2 separate regions of the Mus musculus genome follow, and region 1 is linked to region 2. The links are chromatin contacts, called in public promoter capture Hi-C maps. All regions are on one chromosome and are shown on one strand. The core of a region is the stretch at or near the end of the contact, and the rest is flanking DNA. Distances in the headings are between cores, read along the strand shown.

Evidence for each region. Promoter capture Hi-C pulls out the DNA fragments that hold promoters and counts their contacts.
Region 1: a promoter capture Hi-C map of embryonic stem cells shows a contact between it and region 2, with 3 times the contacts expected there. The contact joins the enhancer-like site here to the promoter of Fabp7 in region 2. A contact is called at or near these places in 5 of 39 promoter capture datasets (cranial neural crest, embryonic stem cells, liver and 2 more), 4 of 115 datasets of contacts at active chromatin or transcription factors (astrocytes, bone marrow-derived macrophages, differentiating embryonic stem cells and 1 more) and 1 of 9 other capture datasets (macrophages).

Annotation. Positions count from the first base shown.
Region 1 is chr10:58,363,828-58,367,422 of GRCm38.p6, reverse strand. It overlaps a transcript of Lims1 not described here. Among named protein-coding and RNA genes, the nearest start is that of Gm23058, 16 kb to the right of the region's middle. Within about 2 kb of position 2,127, at least 42 of the 459 cell types and tissues checked have an H3K27ac peak or open chromatin away from gene starts, as enhancers often do. A contact at or near this core is called in embryonic stem cells and pre-B cells, where this site is marked.
Region 2 is chr10:57,783,566-57,787,050 of GRCm38.p6, reverse strand. Fabp7 (fatty acid binding protein 7, brain) reads right to left here and starts at 2,128. Exons shown (of 4, transcript NM_021272.3): 1 at 1,970-2,128; 2 at 1,373-1,545; 3 at 685-786. The coding sequence starts at 2,042.

The DNA.
Region 1 (3,595 bases), core at 878-3,377, 580 kb before region 2:
AGTGAGCCCCAACTGAATGCTTTCCTTTATAAGAGCTACTGTAGTCATAGTCTCTCTTCACAGCAATAGAAACCTAAGACAAGCAATAAGTGCTCTCAACTGCTGAGCTACTGCTCTAGCCCCTGAGATTTTGAAAGATATACAAACTATAGTTTTAGAGTGTATTTCATGAAATTTCAGAGTCTATAAAACTGTAGATTTGAACAATACCTTCCACAAGTGTAAATATGGTAAGACTAAAAATTTGCCTAAATATTCATCTAACTTGTCAACTTACAGTTTTCAGCATTCTGTTACAATGACATCCCCCTTCAGGCACAAGAGGGGAAGAAGCCTAACTGAAACCCAACCATCGAAGTGGTCATTAGTGTTAAGGGATTATCTATTTCTTCTCCTTATAGTAACAGGAGCTACAAAGCAGCATCTATGCAGAACTGTAATTAACCAAGGTTCATTACCAGCATCTTTTATGCTGGTCCAGAAGGTCTATAAACTATATGAACAGCTGTGCAATTTCAGCCCATTAGTTTCTCTATGTGATATGCAATAAAAATAATTTTGTTTTATAACTAACTATGGATTTGATAGAGACAAATCCTCTTTTAGCCTAAGTTTTTATCTCATAAGATAATGAAAACAAACCAAAACAAAAAAGAAACCTCATTATGAGCTGGAGAGACGGCACTTACTTCACTTACCCTGGACCAACTTTAGTTCTTAATACTCATGCCAGGCAACTCACAACTACTTGCAACTCCAGCTCCAGGGGAGCCAACACCTCTGGCCTCATGGGTACCTGCACTCATGTGCACATACACTCTCTTAAACATAACTAAAAAAGAATAAAAATATCTTAAAAACATACTTTAATAAAGCAAAATTAGTGTTTTACATTATTTTCAACACTCATTCATCTTATATTTATTTGTCAAGCATAAGGTCTTCCTAAATAAGGTCTCTCAGGAGTGCTCTGTCATGAGATCCAGTGCTGCGGATCCAACAATTCAGTACCATTGCCAGTGGGTTCAAGGGCAAAGTAACTAGGGCCAGAACATACAAAACGCTAGTGTGGGGAACAGAAACGGGTGGGTTTCTGTGAGTTTGAGGCCAGTCTGGTATACACTGGGAATTCCAAGTCAGCCAGTGCTATACAGTGAGACCCTGTCTTAAAGAAAAAGAGGGGAGGGGCAAGAGAGAGGAAGGAAGGATGGAAAGAAAGAAGGAAGGAAGGAAAGACAGACAGACAAGAAGGCAATATCAACTATTAGAAACACTGTCCAGAACAGGGGGGAAAAAAATCACCAAAAAATGTGATCCACCTGTGGATAATGTTGCCAATGCCTCTGAACTCTGTAAAAGTTTCCTTTATCAAACTTTATAAGACACATCCAAGTGGACCAGCCATCAAAAACAGCCATCAAAAGCTCATGGAGTGCTGGTGAGGTAAAGGTACTTGTATGAAACTTAAGGACCTGAGTTTGATTCCCTAGGACCCAGGAAGAAGAGAACGGATTCCTGTAAGTTGTGCTTTGTGGTGGTCTGAGTAAGAATTCCCTCACACACACACCCTAGGCTCATATATTTGAATGCTTGGTCCCCAGTTGGTGGAACTGCTGGGAAGAGCCAGTAGGAAGGGCTTTGAGGTTTCAGAAGATTGGTGCCACTTCCAGTGTTCCTCCCTGTCTCCTGCTTATAGATCAAAATGTGAGCTCTCAGCTGTTTCTGCTGCCATGCTCTGGCTCTGCCATCACAGACACTAAGTCCTCTGAAATCATAAGCCCAATCCAACACTGTGTTTTGTAAGTTGCCTTGATCGTGGTGTTTTGTCACAGCAACAGAAAAGTTAGTACAACATCCCTTACATGTACCATGGCATGCACACACACAGACATACACAATCAAAACTAAAAGTTCACAGGAATTTGACTGAGTCAGAAACACATCTTCTAAACAACATGGGATCATCTATATTACTAAACAATAAGCAGCAGGATAGGGAGGACAGCAGCTAGAGCCAGGATAGGAGTGATAAAAACTGCAAAAAGGGTGTGGGCTGCACCAGGAAGCAAGGTGGAGAAGCCAAGGTAACAGACTAGGAGGGGCAGAGAGGGAGGTAGCAGGCTCTGGCATTGTTAACATTTTTCTTCACATTCTTTCATGCACATAGCAACAAAACAGACCTGGTGAAGTACAGCCTGAGCTGTACTTTCATGTAGCCATAATCTTGCCCATTGAAAGCTAGCATTTAAGGCCTACTCCGAATCTAATAAAAGTTTTTATAAGTCCACAAAATTTACCAGGCGATCTAAGTTGGTTGAGTGCTTGTCTAGTATGGACAGAATTGTGGGTTCTAACCCTGGTACCACGTAAAAACTGGGAATGGTGGTGCCCAGTGCTGGACAGGTGGCAGCAGAGGGATTAGAAGTTCAAAATCATCCTTGGTGCATGGCTGAGTGCCAGGTCAGCCCGGCTAGGTCAGACCCTGTCTCACAAGGTGTGGTTGAGGCACAGAGATGACTCAGAGGGCTAAGCATTCATTACCTTGCAAGTATAAGGAACCGGGTTTGATCCCTAGAGTGCTCTTTCCTTTGATATATTCACTTGTTTTTGAGATAGGGTCCTAGCAATCAAATATATTATTAAACTAATATAGTCTGTTTAGATACCAGTTTAAACAAGCCAACAATAGAAGCATATTCTTAAAACAAGTGGGGGATGTGATTACAAAGCAGGCATTAAATAATGCTGAGGCATCTCTGCTCTTTTTGTCAGGCAGGACAGCAGTATGTGGTTTTATAATAAAGCATCCATCTCAGAGTCCAACTCTGATACATACCAAGACAGTACCTGATATCTGCTTCTGCTTCTAAATATTTAATTAAAAGAAGAAAAAGAATGTGAAACAAGTTCAGCCACAGAGCAACGACATGCAGGCAGTGAGAGTGCAGAAGAGCCATTTCTTGTTTGTATTACAATATTTTCTTAACAGCTTTCTCTAATGAGGCCTCTGAGGATGTTAACTCTCAACACAATGGCACATATCTTGACTAAGATCAGACATAGTACATTCAAGGACATGCTAAATTCCAAAAGGAGGTCACTAAGAAAGAGGAGAGATCCTTCTAAGTGGAGGAGTAAGGAGTGCCTCAGGGAATAAAGAGCAGGTGCGGAGACTCATAAACTGGGGAGTTCAGAATTCTATTTTGACTCTAGACCACATGATTTACATGTCATGTGGAAAAAAGCTATAAAGAGTGTGAATTCAGGATGGAAAGGATTATAAACGTGGAGATGCAGAATTTGATGGTCCTTCACACAACAGTATAAGCTACAGGAGCAGAATAGAGGCATTCAGTGTGTGTGTGTGTGTGTGTGTGTGTGTTGGGATTGGAGCAGGGTTCAGGCTTTTTCAGGGCAACATGTTGCTAAGAATAAATCCACACAATCAAGAATAGCACATACACTTACATGGGTGATTCCTTTACCTGCTTCTAGCTGAATCATGTCCTGAACAAGAACACTTCGAATCCTGAACAGCTCTCCCCAATCCTCCATTCCTGTCACACCCTGATTTTCCACTCTTAGTAGATGACCC
Region 2 (3,485 bases), core at 879-3,378:
TTTCTATTTTTAAAATTGTCTCTACAGGTCTAGATCAAGGCCTAACTTCTATCATGAGGGAAATTATTTATAAAATTATTTTCTATCTTAGGATATTTATATGCCTAGCTGTCACTGGACATATCTTGAAAACTTAGCTGATTCATTAAATATGAAAACAACTGTAAGGGAGTAACATCAAACAGATCTAGTAAAAATTAAAGCTTCACCTTTTGTTAAAATTATTTGCACTGAGCTCTTATAAACTAAAATTTAAAATGTTTAAAATGCCTTAATTACAGTCTCTAATAGGTAACTACTCTGATATTTCGTTACTTTATGTTTTCCTATGAGTTATCTTCAAATATTTTCCTAATGAGTAGCTTACATTTAAGTTCCAGTTGAAGGCTGGACATTCACAGCAATCCCATGACCACGGTTCTTGACACACACTTTTGGGGTAAATTGATGTATAATTTTAAAACTCTACAGGTGCCAACCTGAGGCAACAACTAGTTCTGAGTTTTTCCTTCCTCCTGTTTTACATATTAAGGGACTTTGAACGGCAGGAGAAACTGAGATGAAAATAAGGGGTTGGGGGAGAGCAAAAGTGGGGGCTAAGGAAGAAGAGTCCAGAGGGGAGTGCAAAAGAATGATGCTTAGAAGGGAAGCAGGGACAGAAAAGGCAGACTCCTTAGGACTTACCACGACCATCTTGCCATCCTTAATTTCTCTGGTACAATTTGTTTCTTTGCCATCCCACTTCTGCACATGAATGAGCTTGTCTCCATCCAACCGAACCACAGACTGAGAGCAACAACCAATCAAAGGGGGTTAACAGGCAGAAGTCCACTTTTCACAGAAGTCAAACGACAGCATTATCAGAGAGGGCCATAACTGAGTACATCACTCATAATTATTCCAGCAGCACTTCATCCTCTGTTACTTTCAAGAATCTCTGTTTTCTAAAATGTGGCCATTTATGATTCAGCTGCCATGTATACAGCCAGTTGCAAAAAACCAGCATAGATCAGAAATAAAAATACAGAACTAGTCACTCTTCTTGCTTAAGCAAAGCTTTGCTGTGCGACGGACTAATTGGTCAAGCTGAGATGATCAGAGAGAAGGAACAAGGTGTGGTCTTTCTTTCAAATAAACATGGTTCAATACTCTCTGGGTAAAAGTTGCTATAAAATGTGAAAAAGGATAAATAGCCTGCAAGTTTGGCTCTGGAAATTACTCAGTGTCTGGGATACAACCAGTAAACCCTAGAATGTTAGCTCTGGCTCCTTCTTCCTGAAGGGGGATTCTGAAAGCTTGTTCCCCTTCTCCATGTCTGTGGAGAGATTGGGAATCCTCTGTCCCATCCTCACCGGATAAAGCTGCCTCTTACCTTACAGTTTCTGTCATCTATGCTGGTTTCTTCAAACTCTTCTCCCAGCTGGAAATTGATCTCTGTGTTCTTGAATGTGCATTGTGTCCGGATCACCACTTTGCCACCTTCCTGACTGATAATCACAGTTGGTTTGGTCACGTTTCCCACTTGCCTAGTGGCAAAGCCCACGCCTGAAACAGCAAAGGGAGCCAGCGCAGTTAACAGCAACTTCCAAAATAGTTCAGAAATCTGCTTGTCACTCTAAGAATCCAGAATTGGATTCTAAAGTGTAGATTTCGTCCAAACCTGATTAATGGTTACTCCACTAGCCATGGACAAGGTAAGCACAAATAAGGACCTTCTCACTCCCTTCTCCAAAAGTTACAGAAGCTTCACATTATCCACAGGATATCAAATGGTCCCTTTATTTGATTCTTCGCAAGAAGGCAGGAAAATACCACAGTAAGAATTATTTGAGTGGGCTATGCACAGTCTTAGTATAATTGACACAATGTGCTCAGCCTGTCTTTCAGAAACCTGGTAAGTAAAATCGGGGGTTTCTAAGGATCAAAATACAGAGTTAAGAAGAAAACAGTACGTCTTATTTTTACCTACCCAGAGCTTTCATGTACTCATCAAAATTCTGACTGTCTGTCAGCTTCCAGGTTGCGCAGAAAGCATCTACCATCCTTAACCGCCTAGTCAGCTGAAAATAGGCAGGAACTGGAGGAACTCGGGTCTTACCCACCACCGTAATTCACAAAAACCCTTTGCACCTCAGCAGAAGCTGCTGCCTTCTTATTTAGAGAAGAAGCGGGCAAAAAGCCAATCATTTGAATGACTAACTTGTCTCTTTCCAGCAGGCTGCCGTGGGGGAGGGGCTGGGCAGATGGCTCCAATCCTCCTTGTGATTTGCTCAGGCCACTGGGTTAGCGGAGTAGGTCAAGATCCTCCCAGTTCACACATCACAATCCTGATCCCCCCCCCCCCCATGCTCTAAAGGAAGTCAGCGGGGCCTGGGAACAGAAAACTGTAGAAAAGAGAGGGTTTTTCAGGTTCAGCAGGGGATAAGAAAAAAAAAGGCAACTGCAGCCTCAAACTGGGAGGAAAGAAAAGGGAAGGATAATAGGGCATTGAGATTGATTTCCTTAAGGAGAGCATGGTGTTGGTTACAAATGAAGGCCTCCTTAAAGAAAAACCCACGGAAATGCCAGATTTTTCAGACATAGGCGTCTGAAGGGTGTGTTTTAGTTTTCTTTTATATTTAAACAGAGAGCCAAATGCAGACTAGAATATGCCAAACTAGGAAAAGATACAGAGTGTGAGTGAAAATATATTTCCTAGATGAACCCTGTCCCTACTCAGAGCATCAATGTGACAGACAGTGTAGCTAGGGAGCCAACTCTCAACACAAACACAGTGTGTTTCTCAGAATGTACGAACCAGACCAGAATGGGAAAGGAACCTTACAGAGTGCCCTTAAAATTCATTAATGAGTTAGAGAAACAAAGAGGAGATTTTTTTCCTTCACCTCCTCGAGGGGGCTACAGGATCAATGTGGAAAAGCTGAACAGGCAACCAGTTAGTAAGATCTTAAAGGATATTTTGGTTTCCTAAGGTCACATCTACCTAAATATGAGGCTTGCATAACCAGGGAGACAGGAACTAGAGGGGTGATGCGAATAGAACTTGCCTATACTGTGTGCCAGCTCAGTGTACAAGTATGAGAGAATAGCTGGAAGGTTCTAATAGAGGCGTTAGAGGGGTCTGTGAACTTCCTCTTCACCTTGAGATTCCTCCCCCCCCCCCCCCCCCGGCTTTATAGATCCAATAAAGTGGCACTTTCCCAGGCTCAGAGAGAAAGAGACCCTGGAGTCTGACAAGGCAACCCCTGCTCTTCTGCCAGCGCAGCTTGAGCCTCAGCTCACAACGCATGCATCCCACTCTGCAGCTCCCACGGAAGACAAGGGCTCAGTACGCTTTAGCCTAGTGCTGTGCTAGCTGGATGGCAGCATACCTGTTTATCGTAAACACCAGAACTGTCCCCATACGTGTGTGCCTTCAAGTCTGAACTACATATGCGACTAGTTCCACCACCTTGTGGAATCTACCACAAACCTGCCGTCCGTTT